Regions from separate parts of the Oryctolagus cuniculus genome. Here region 2 is linked to region 1. Evidence: chromatin contacts called from public Micro-C data. All regions are on one chromosome and are shown on one strand. The core of a region is the stretch at or near the end of the contact, and the rest is flanking DNA. Distances in the headings are between cores, read along the strand shown.

Region 1 (5,101 bases), core at 903-3,402:
AAGAAAAATAGCCATAGTGCTTATCTCTCATTGTGCTTGTCACCATTAGGAAACCACAAATGTTTTGTCAATCTTTGGAACAAAAACCAATGGTTTTTAACCTATTCAGTAAATAAGAACTCTGTGATTCCTCCCCAGCCTTGTTTCCCCCTTCCCCACCCAATCACCATCAACCCCTCCCCAGAAGTGAGAAGAATTTAAGAACTCAAAGAAGACTTTATTGGGGGTGTTGGGAGGTGCTTATCACTAAGCTTACCAAGGAAGGACCCAGAATTGCAATGGACATTAAAAGAAAGGAAAGGGGAGAGGGAAAGGAAGGGAAACAGGATTGCAAATTCAAGGAGAGGAAAGGCGAGGACTCAGGGGTGAGAGAAGGAAAATGGAGACATAAGAAGGACACGTGAGAGGGAGGGGGTGGTGGAGGAGGAGCCATGAGTAAGTAGAGATGGACTTGCTTAGGGATAGGAGAGGGTAAAGAGAGGAAATGGGGGGGGGGGGGTTGAAAGGAGCCAGAAGGGGTGGAGAGAAAAGGAGGGGCTGGGAAGAGAGGCGAGGGATAAGGGGGAGAGGAAACCAAGCAGACAAGGAATATGGGTGTTTCTCTTTTGTGATCATGGGCTGATTATAAGTAAAGAAACATCACTGGGCATTGCCCCTCACCAACTGACATAGATTACCTTTTTGGCACCACTGATATTTGAAATTATAAACAACAATAGCAAAAATCTCATTATCATAATACAACATGTTTGCAAAAATTACAGAAATGCAGTAGGTAAAAATACAAATTCTTGTCTAATAACTTCTGGCTAGCTTTAAATTTACCTCTTAAATATTTATACTGTGAAGGTGTGTATTTCAGTTTACCTGGTTTCCCTAACTGTGAAGAACATAGGAATTAAGAAACATTTTCACATAAAGAGACAAATGGTTTTGGGGCAATTAAACTATGAAATCCATTCTATGAACTCATCAGAACATAAATGAAATCAGTTTTTTGAAGTCAAACACTACTGATATGTTTTCCCTGCTTGTAGAAAAGCCAAAACATGCCTGTTGAAAAAAGTAATCTCTTCAGTAATGCAGACACAGTTGAAACGTGGAACATGCAGAACACAGTAAACCCTTAACAGTAAACTACTAGAAAAAGCTGGATTAATCATTGTAAGTGCTTGAAACAGAACAAGAAAAAGCAAGGGTGTTGGAACAGTTTTAGCAGTTTGAACTCATTAAAAGAAAGTTGGTAGACTTTACCTTGCTGCTGTTTCGCAGAAAAAGGTGAAATGATTCTACTAATGCATAGCGCCTAATATTAGAATGCTCTGAATGCATGCTATTTCTAACTATTATCTTCTTGGGAAAACAATGCCCAATATTCCAGCCTTACAAAGAATGCAGCATGCAGAGGAGGACATAAAATTATTACAAAAGACCAGTAACTTCCAGACAGCCTAGGAAAACATTCCAAGATGTTAACGGTCCAGGAGGGGAGACTTACAAAGCCTTTTAAAGAGTTTCCAATGCCTTTAATGTGAAAATAGTTAGTACAAGAAAAGCTTTATCTGAAACAACCCAAAACTTTCAAAAACACACAAGACATTATTCTTTTTAAACAAAGGTAAAACACACAATCACGGTGAACGTTTCGCAGTTGGAAATGTTAGAAGAAATTATTTTAGGAGGCTGCTTTCCCTCTTTGTATCTCTTTGTATGAAGTAAAAACAAAACCCCATAACATTTTCTGAAATCAGTAGCTACTTACCTTGTTGCGCCAAAATAACAGTGGGATGAAGCAGAGCAAGAAGTAACCAGGTTACCTTTTGCACAAAGCTCATCATGTCTAAATATCAGACATGAGACTCTTTGTGCAAAAAGGAGAAAAGAAAAGCAGTTCAAAGTAGCACCATCAGTTGTTCCCTGCCCTTCAGCACCGGGCCTGTCATAAAACTCAGCCACTGGGATTCCTTTGCTTTGGCCTTAAATAGGAAAAAGTTTGGCTTCCCTCACTTTCCAGCCCCTTTCTGAAATATGAGAGCGGCACCCATCCCCTTAGCAGTAAAAGAAATGATTAATATTTCTTTGCCCTTATAGAAGACACAAACCACAGAGTAAGAAAAATAGTACATCTGGAGTTTGTGTGCATGTACTGTGTGAGAGTTTTTTATTTATTTTAGTCTAATGCATGTTTGCATAACTTCAGAACACATACAGAATATTCTGTTTGTGTTTCACTACATGAGAATTAAATGTATGCATTTTTTATCTCCCTGTATCATATTAACAGCTTCACACTTTTGAGAAATTGTTTGATGCATATTTCTTGAATATGGCTAATTTTGCAAACCTTACTTTCCTGGATTTGTATACTGGGATTTTGCAGAACGCACCCTAACTCAATTTAAATAAGGAACAGTGAGAGATTAACCGAAAGAAAACCCCCTTACTCTCATCCATGAACCCCGAGGTCTGGAAGTTAAATTTTATGCTAAAGTCAAAACACTAAGTGTCTGATCTCTGTTCGAATGGCATCCTAAAAGTTAGATACTTATCTATAGCTGTTTCCATTCCTCAAAAATTTCTTTAGCAAGCCAAAGTGCTTTCTTGTGAAACTTCTAACTTTTATGCTGCTTGGTAAAACCAGAAAACATTTTCTAGAGGAAAAATTCAGTCTTTTGTGTCTCGACTTTGTAAGAAACTGGAAGAAAGAGTTTATCACATGGAACAGAAAAAGAATACCAGAAGAAATTCTCATTTATATGCATGGTTATAAAGATTAGTATAAATATTTCTAAATTTAGATTTTCATATGTATGCTTTCCAAACCCTCACCAGCATAGCTTTCCAATGTATTTCTGGACCTAAGAAGTAATTTCTGGATGACATTTGAAAAGGGAGCAAAACCATTGCTAAGTCTTTGATAAATCTTTTTCAGAGACTACACTTGGTCATGGCATCAAGGCATTTCTAGTAATCAAGATATTTCCTTGCACCACAATAATAAATACATGGGGCATTTAAGCTCTAGTCAAGGTCACATGCATTTAACTTTTCCATATTAACTTGATCATTTCTTTCTCCATGCATGTGCACATAAAATCTCACCACTTCACACCAATTCATGGAAGTCATTTCTCAATGACCCAGTTGAAACCTTTCCTTCGCAGCAAAATCATATCCTTTAAGTTTGTTTTCATCTTTCTATTTCTCCTAATTCATTTTACTCAATTTGAGGTATACATAAATTTTGTAAGCGTGGAGATCGGAACACTTGCCTCCTTGTATCTCTACTCGAAGGGATCATAAACCAAGACGTTCCAATATAGATGGCATCATCTGATAGTGGCCGAGAGGACTAGAACAAGATCAATCTCCTGTGCATATTCTGATTTTAGATTGGAGAGTCACTGCTTGAGGGGGGAAAAGGAACTGTTGAGAATGGTCACGACTAAAAGCTTTCCTACTGGATCATCACAGTAATGTTGGGAGGGCAGAAGACTGTTATACGTAATTCTCTGACTTCCAATCATCTTCATCCTCTACTTAAAAAAAAACTATTGCGTGTTCAGATAAATTCAGAATCATGATGAATTTTTCTCATAGTATCTTTGGTACTTACATAAAAATCCATCTTTCTATATTAAAAGGATTGATCCTATTTTAGATAGTCAATAAAATTGAAGTTTATTGAATTTCTTTGTTATTTTCTAAACAAAAATAAAATAAAATTAGAAAATTGCCATTTAAAAAGATTTTAATGCTTTATTTCAGACTTTACATGCAAAACTTCCATTGCAATTTGTCCTAAAAACCTTGATTTGTCTAGTCATTCAAATAAAAGTCTTACACACATGAGAAACAATCATGATTGATTCTCTCATTTAAGAAAACTTAGCTAAATTGTGCATATGGAAACATTCTTGTATTATAAAGTCTTCAGGAGGCACCTGGAGATCTCCTTTTCCAGGTTTTCTGATTTGTCATTCTTCATTGCCTTAAACATGTTGGGGTTCTGCAGCAGGATCCTTAGGGTTTAGTGTTCCAGATCCTACTCCCCCTCCTTGTGTCAAACTGTTTCTTACTACAGTGACTAGCTGGGTGTGGATCTGAGCTGTTGTCTCAAATGGAAGAAATACATATGCTAGTGAATCCTATTTATGCACTCCAGGAGCTGAGATCCTCATGGGAATCAAGACAAACATTTGTTTCTTTACCTCCCTGATTTCACTGATATGAACCAGTATGTATAAACATGTCATTTTGCTTTCTGGATGGCATTTGTGGTTTAAAAAAAAACATCTAAGTACCCGCACCAACTGAAACACTGACTAATCTGGCTCTTCCTTGACAAGTGAGTGGCTGGAAAGATGAGGCAAAGCAGGGTGTGGTAGATTATCAACCCAAGGTTTCAGATCTTCTCCAGTGCACTCGTTCGACAGTGGGAGCTTGGGAAGAGCTGCATGAGCACAGCTGTGATGAATTCGAGAGGCCAGGGGCTGTTAGCTGTGCTCTCTGTACTAGCAATAAGAAAGTCAATTATCTCCATCATGAAAAACACATGGGACAGAATCCCTTCTCACTTAGTTTTAAAGGTCTGTTTCTATCTGTGTATATATGTGGAGCTATATATATATCCACATATAAGTTACTAAATATACACATGTATATTTTTAAAAATTGATGGAAATTTGAGCAACGAAAATTCCTGGAACTGCCTTAATGCACTTGTGAGGTAATTTGCATTTGTTGTATCAATTTTTCTTCACATAAATGGATAAACATCTAAGAATTTCCTGTTATGTTGACATAAAGCTGTCACCTAAAATCTTATTTACTTAGTAGACCATTAATCATTAAAAGGGAAAGCACTGCTCAGCCCCTATTTGAGTTGTGCACCTTTCTGAAGTATTAAACCATGTTTTCTGGAATGAAGTGTTCATACTTAGGTTCCAATGACAGTTTTATTTTCCATCATCACTGATATTGTAATTATATTTGGAAATTCATAGAAAATTAGAATTCAACTTTGTACCAATATGACTCATCCCTGAACAGTGTGATAATTTTATAAATTTTGCTGCAAGAATGGCACAGATTCTGGGTG
Region 2 (5,101 bases), core at 1,224-3,723, 450 kb after region 1:
GATCAAGTCATTGCTTCTCATAGTGTCAGTTTCACTTCTAGAGGTTTCCTTTTATGCGCTAAGTTAGTTGTCACCAATCAGGGAGAACATATGATATTTGTCCCTTTGAGACTGGCTTATTTCACTCGGCATGATGTTTCCCAGATTCCTCCATTTTGTTGCAAATGACAGGATTTCATTTCTTATTGCTGTGTTGTATTCTATAGAGTACATATCCCATAATTTCTTTATCCAGTTTTCTGTTGATGGGCATTTAGGTTGATTCCATGTCTTAGCTATTGAAAGACTCAGCACAGAATTATAAAAGCTGTATCTTGAAAACATAAAGAATTATCTGTGCTTTTATATTAATATCTATTGTACCTTCTCGTTGGATTAGTAAATAAACATACATTATATATGGAGGGTGCACGTGTGTGCGTGTGCTTTTGTGTGTATGCTATGAGGTTGTGTTACATGTGCTTATTAGGTTGTGTTACAAAATCAAAAAGACTTACCTCAAACGGTAAAGTTAGAAACATATCAGGGGATTCCAATTCAATCCCATCAAGGTGGCATGTACCAATGCCATCTCACTAGTCCCAGTGATCAATTTCTGTTCACAACTGATCATAATGATAGGACTAAGAACCAAAGGGATCACATAAACAAGAATAGTGTCTGCAAATACTAGCTGATAGAATAAAAAGGGAGAGAACAATCCAACATGGGAAGTGAGATACACAGCAGACCCATAGAATGGCAGATGTCCTATACAGCACTCTGGCCTCAGAATCAACCTTAAGGCATGCGGATCCAGCTGAAAAGCCCATGAGAGTATTTCAGGCATGGAAAGCCAAAACACTCTGGGAAAAAAAAAAAAAAAAAAAAAAAAAAACCTAAATGAAAGATCTCCACGAGTGAGATCCCAGTGGAAAGAACGGGTCATCAAAGAAGGAGGTACCTTTCTCTGAAGGGAGGAGAGAACTTCCACTTTGACCATGGCCTTGTCTAAATATGATCAGAGTCAGTGAACTCAGGGGGCTTCCATAGCCTTGGCAGCTCATGACAAGAGCCTAGGGTGATTCCTGATGCCATAAACAAGAGTGTCAATTTGTTAAGTCAACAACAGGAGTCACTGTGCACTTACTCCTCATGTAGGATCTTTGTCCTTAGTGTGCTGTACATTGAGATTTAATGCTATAACTAGTACTCAAACAGTATTTTTCACTTTATGTTTCTGTGTGGGAGCAAACTGTTGAAATCTTTACTTAATGTATGCTAAACTGATCTTCTGTATATAAAGAGAATTGAAACTGAATCTTGATGTGAATGGAAGGGGAGAGGGAGTGGGAAAGGGGAGGGTTGCGGGTGGGAGGGACGTTATGGGGGGGAAGCCATTGTAATCCATAAGCAGTACTTTGGAAATTTATATACATTAAATAAAAGTTAAAAAAAAAAAACAAAATCAAAAAGAAAATCAAGGTATTCAGGCATTTAAGGAGAGATAGAGCCTCTCTCTTGACATTGCAGGATTTGGTGGTGGAGAAATTGAAAGAATCCAGTTAAATTTGAAAATTAAGCAATGAATATGTTTTTAAAAACTTATTTTAGTGGGGCCAGCACTGTAGTGCAGTGGGCTAATCCACCATCTGCAACACTGGCATCCCATATAGGCATGGGTTTAAGACCCAGCTGTTCCAATTCAGATCCGGCTCCCTGTTAATGTGCCTGAAAAAGCAGTGGAAGATGGTCCAAATACTTGGGCTCCTGCACCAATGTGGGAGATCTGGTTGAAGCTCCTGGCTCCTGGCTTCAGCCTGGCCCAGCCCTGGACATTGTAGCAATTTGGGAAGTGAAGCAGCAGATGAAAGATTCTCTCTCTCTCTCACTAATCTAAGTCTGCCTTTCAAATAAATAAATAAGATTTTTAGAACTTATTTTAGAATATATAGAAATATACACCATAAACAGACAACATACATACATATGTATACTACATGGTATGAGGTCGTTCCATGAAATACTTGGAACATATTTACATTAAAAAGAGTTGTCTATTATTTACCTGAAATGCAAAGTAACAGAATCTTGGTTTTATCTGGCAACTCTACTGTCTCGCTACTTCCCTTCTTTCTTTCCTCTTCCACCTTCTTTTTAAAAAGTGGACAGAAAACTATTAGGGGAAATAAATGGGATTTTTCACTCATCTTTCAAGGATTCAGAAAGTTACTTTGTACTATAACACTTTTCCAGCATATAGGTCATTCTAACTTGAGTCAAAATAGATGACATGCAAAGCAGGGCAGGGTTCCATTTCTCTTGTGTGCCATATTTATTTGCATTGTGCATTTCACTCTAATTTAGGGCAGATGTGAGTACACATGGTATAGCTCAGTCCTGCAGCCGAGAGCAGTTAAAAGTCTTTTTCTCCTTTCATGGCTTTGCATGCTGTGGAGAGTAACATAATTAATGCATGTGTGAATGCCCTTGAAGTGTCTGCCTTTATATCCTGGGGAGTACCATTTGTTTTCTTCCATTTTGGGTGGTAGAAGTGTTCAGCTCGCTGTCCTGCCCTGAATGCAGGCTGCTAGGTTTTTTTTCTGTTTCTCTCTTTTCGGTTTTGTGTCCTGTAGTCTTACATTCTGCATGTAATTCAGCTAGCTGTGCCAGAGATTTTTTTTCTTGTCTTTAAGAAACTTGTTTTCCTTCAGTGCAGACCTTTAAAAAGTATCCCCCCTTTCTTCCAAAGAATGTGGATTCATTTTGTTTCTTCTTCATCATCTGCTTGTTGATTTGGTGAAATTAAATGATTTGGATGTCTTTCACATATGAAGGCTGACTAAACAAATTAACTGTATGTGAAAGTATGTGAACAGAGAGCAACTCCTGCGGTGGGTTGCAAAAGCTTTCTAAGCTTGCTTCCCTGGTGCTGCTCTTTTCCAGAAACAGACAATGAGCAGTGGCTTCTGAGGTCCCACATCTGGAAACAAGCATCCCTGTGACCTCTACAAGGATTGCACAACCTTTTTGTTTCCAAAAAATCTACCAAAAAAATCACTAATAATTTATCTGTTGAGAAGGAAAGAAAGAAACAAAAGAAGGAAGGAAGTAGGGGCCAGAGGCAGAAAAAACAAAGGATAAGAAGGAAGGGAGGAAGGAGGAGAGGGAAGAGGGGGTGGAGGGGATGTGGGACAAGGAGGCGAAGAAAAACTAAAGCAGAAAATATCTAATCTTGGGATGGTGAATCATACGCTTTATATCAGGACAAGATAATCTTGTTCAAAGACCCTTCAGAGATCATCCAATTTTCCCACTTCACAGATGAAAGAAATGAGTCCCAGAGAAGCTATTAATCTTAATCATAAAATGGGTGTGTAGCAACTAGGCCTGGAACTAGTTTTGCAGATATGCACTAAATAAACCTTTTATTTTACACAGCTAATATTCTGTATCTAAAAAACAACATCCCATATATATTGTTATATTTATATCAAGATTTCTACTGGTTATACCACTTGACTCTTGAACATTGTTGCAGAATTCTAATGGCTAAAGTTATATTCATTCAATCTATATTTAAAGGGCTTAATATTCTCTTCTCTGCCTCTCCATTTTTTCTTGAAATTCTAGCTTACTGCATTCCATAGATTGCATGGCCACCTATAACTCTCCAAGACATTTTCCTGCTTGTAGACTTTAGTTTTGTCCCTGAATACCACTGACTTATATTTGGAAGACATTATGATCAATTTATCTTATATTCTTTACCCTCCTGAATTATTATTAATATTTGAAGGGCCCTTTTCAGATTTCTTTGACTTTTTTGCTTCAGTGGATTCATGTATTGGTAGTTCTGAATAGAAAGCTGAACTACCATTAAAATGTGAATATAATACTCCCGTGAAAAATATTCAAAGGAGGAGAAACATGCACATGGTGGAAAATGCCTTAGATAAAATAAACAAACCAAGCCTTTGACACAACAAAGTGAGAGAGAAGGATGATGTAGTACTCAAAGTACTTAAAATGTGACACTGCTAAGTCGTTTTCTTAAAAGAAAATGCAAAGAGAGCACTACTGAGTTTCAAAGTCATTATTGCGAAATTTCCATCCATTCATCAGAAGACATTTAATAAAGTGAAATCTAACTGATACTAATAATCTAACAGATACTATCAGGAAAGAAAACTAATTTACTACTTTTAGCTTATGGTTCTGGGTTACTATTCTTCTTTGTGGCTCATACTTAAATTGCTAAAATATTCATAACAATCCTGTGGAGAAGTCATTAATGCTTATATAAAGTTATGTTAAACTAAAGATTTTGTTAATTAAATAGCTGTTTATAAGATAAAAGAGTGTTATGGTACACAGAGTGAGCTTGAAATGCTAGGCTGAGGCTTAACAGCACTTACAATAATTCCCAAAGGCCACATTTTTCTCAAAGGAACTTTCCCTAGTAATCTCCCAAGGAAAGGGGTAAATTTAAGTCTATTTACCAATACTTATTCATATGCAACCATCACAAGATTTTTAAAGAAATACATTGAGCTGTCTGGCATTTGTACTAGTTGGATTAATAAAAGTGAATAAATTAACATGGAAAATTAAGTTCATTACAGTAAAAATACTATTGAATGCACAGAAATTGAAGGTGTTTATAAATCACTACTTTTTAATTTGCTATGTTCCTAATTCTCAGGCAAAAGCATGGTCTAGAAGCAGGAATTGCTGAATATAACTAAAAAATATAAAAGTTGTTTTGACAAATATAGAATTTAAAATTAAAAACTAAACTTAAACAAATCATTGCTTTAATCAAAATAAATATAAATTTCCATGAAATGACCAAAAATATTTTAAAAATCTAAATTAATTTTTCTGAAAGGTAAAAAGGCATTAGAAAATATAAAAGTGTAACACTGAGAAATTATTTGTTTTCCATTATCTTATATTATTTTCCATTTTTAATTCTTACCTGTCCTTAGCTAATGCATTAACAAGCAAATATACAAATAGAACAAAATATATACAAAATATAACAAAATAGAAAAAAACAAATATAAACAAAATGTTACCTTCTGTGGGAAATAAAGTCAAATAATAAACATGAAAAAAC

The links. A called contact is a pair of places that touch in the nucleus more often than the background predicts.
Region 2: a Micro-C map of ear pinna shows a contact between it and region 1, with 7 times the contacts expected there. The contact joins the enhancer-like site here to the promoter of COL3A1 in region 1. A contact is called at or near these places in 5 of 6 Hi-C or Micro-C datasets (ear pinna, embryonic fibroblasts, psoas muscle and 2 more).

Annotation. Positions count from the first base shown.
Region 1 is chr3:51,421,652-51,426,752 of mOryCun1.1, forward strand. It overlaps COL3A1 (collagen type III alpha 1 chain), which reads right to left and starts at 2,153. Exons shown (of 51, transcript XM_002712333.5): 1 at 1,763-2,153. The coding sequence starts at 1,838. LOC138848960 (a long non-coding RNA gene) reads left to right here. Exons shown (of 2, transcript XR_011387204.1): 2 at 1-1,954.
Region 2 is chr3:51,871,773-51,876,873 of mOryCun1.1, forward strand. The region is part of intron 6 of GULP1 (GULP PTB domain containing engulfment adaptor 1); the gene reads right to left. Among named protein-coding and RNA genes, the nearest start is that of GULP1, 260 kb to the right of the region's middle. Within about 2 kb of position 2,474, at least 2 of the 8 cell types and tissues checked have an H3K27ac peak or open chromatin away from gene starts, as enhancers often do. A contact at or near this core is called in ear pinna, where this site is marked.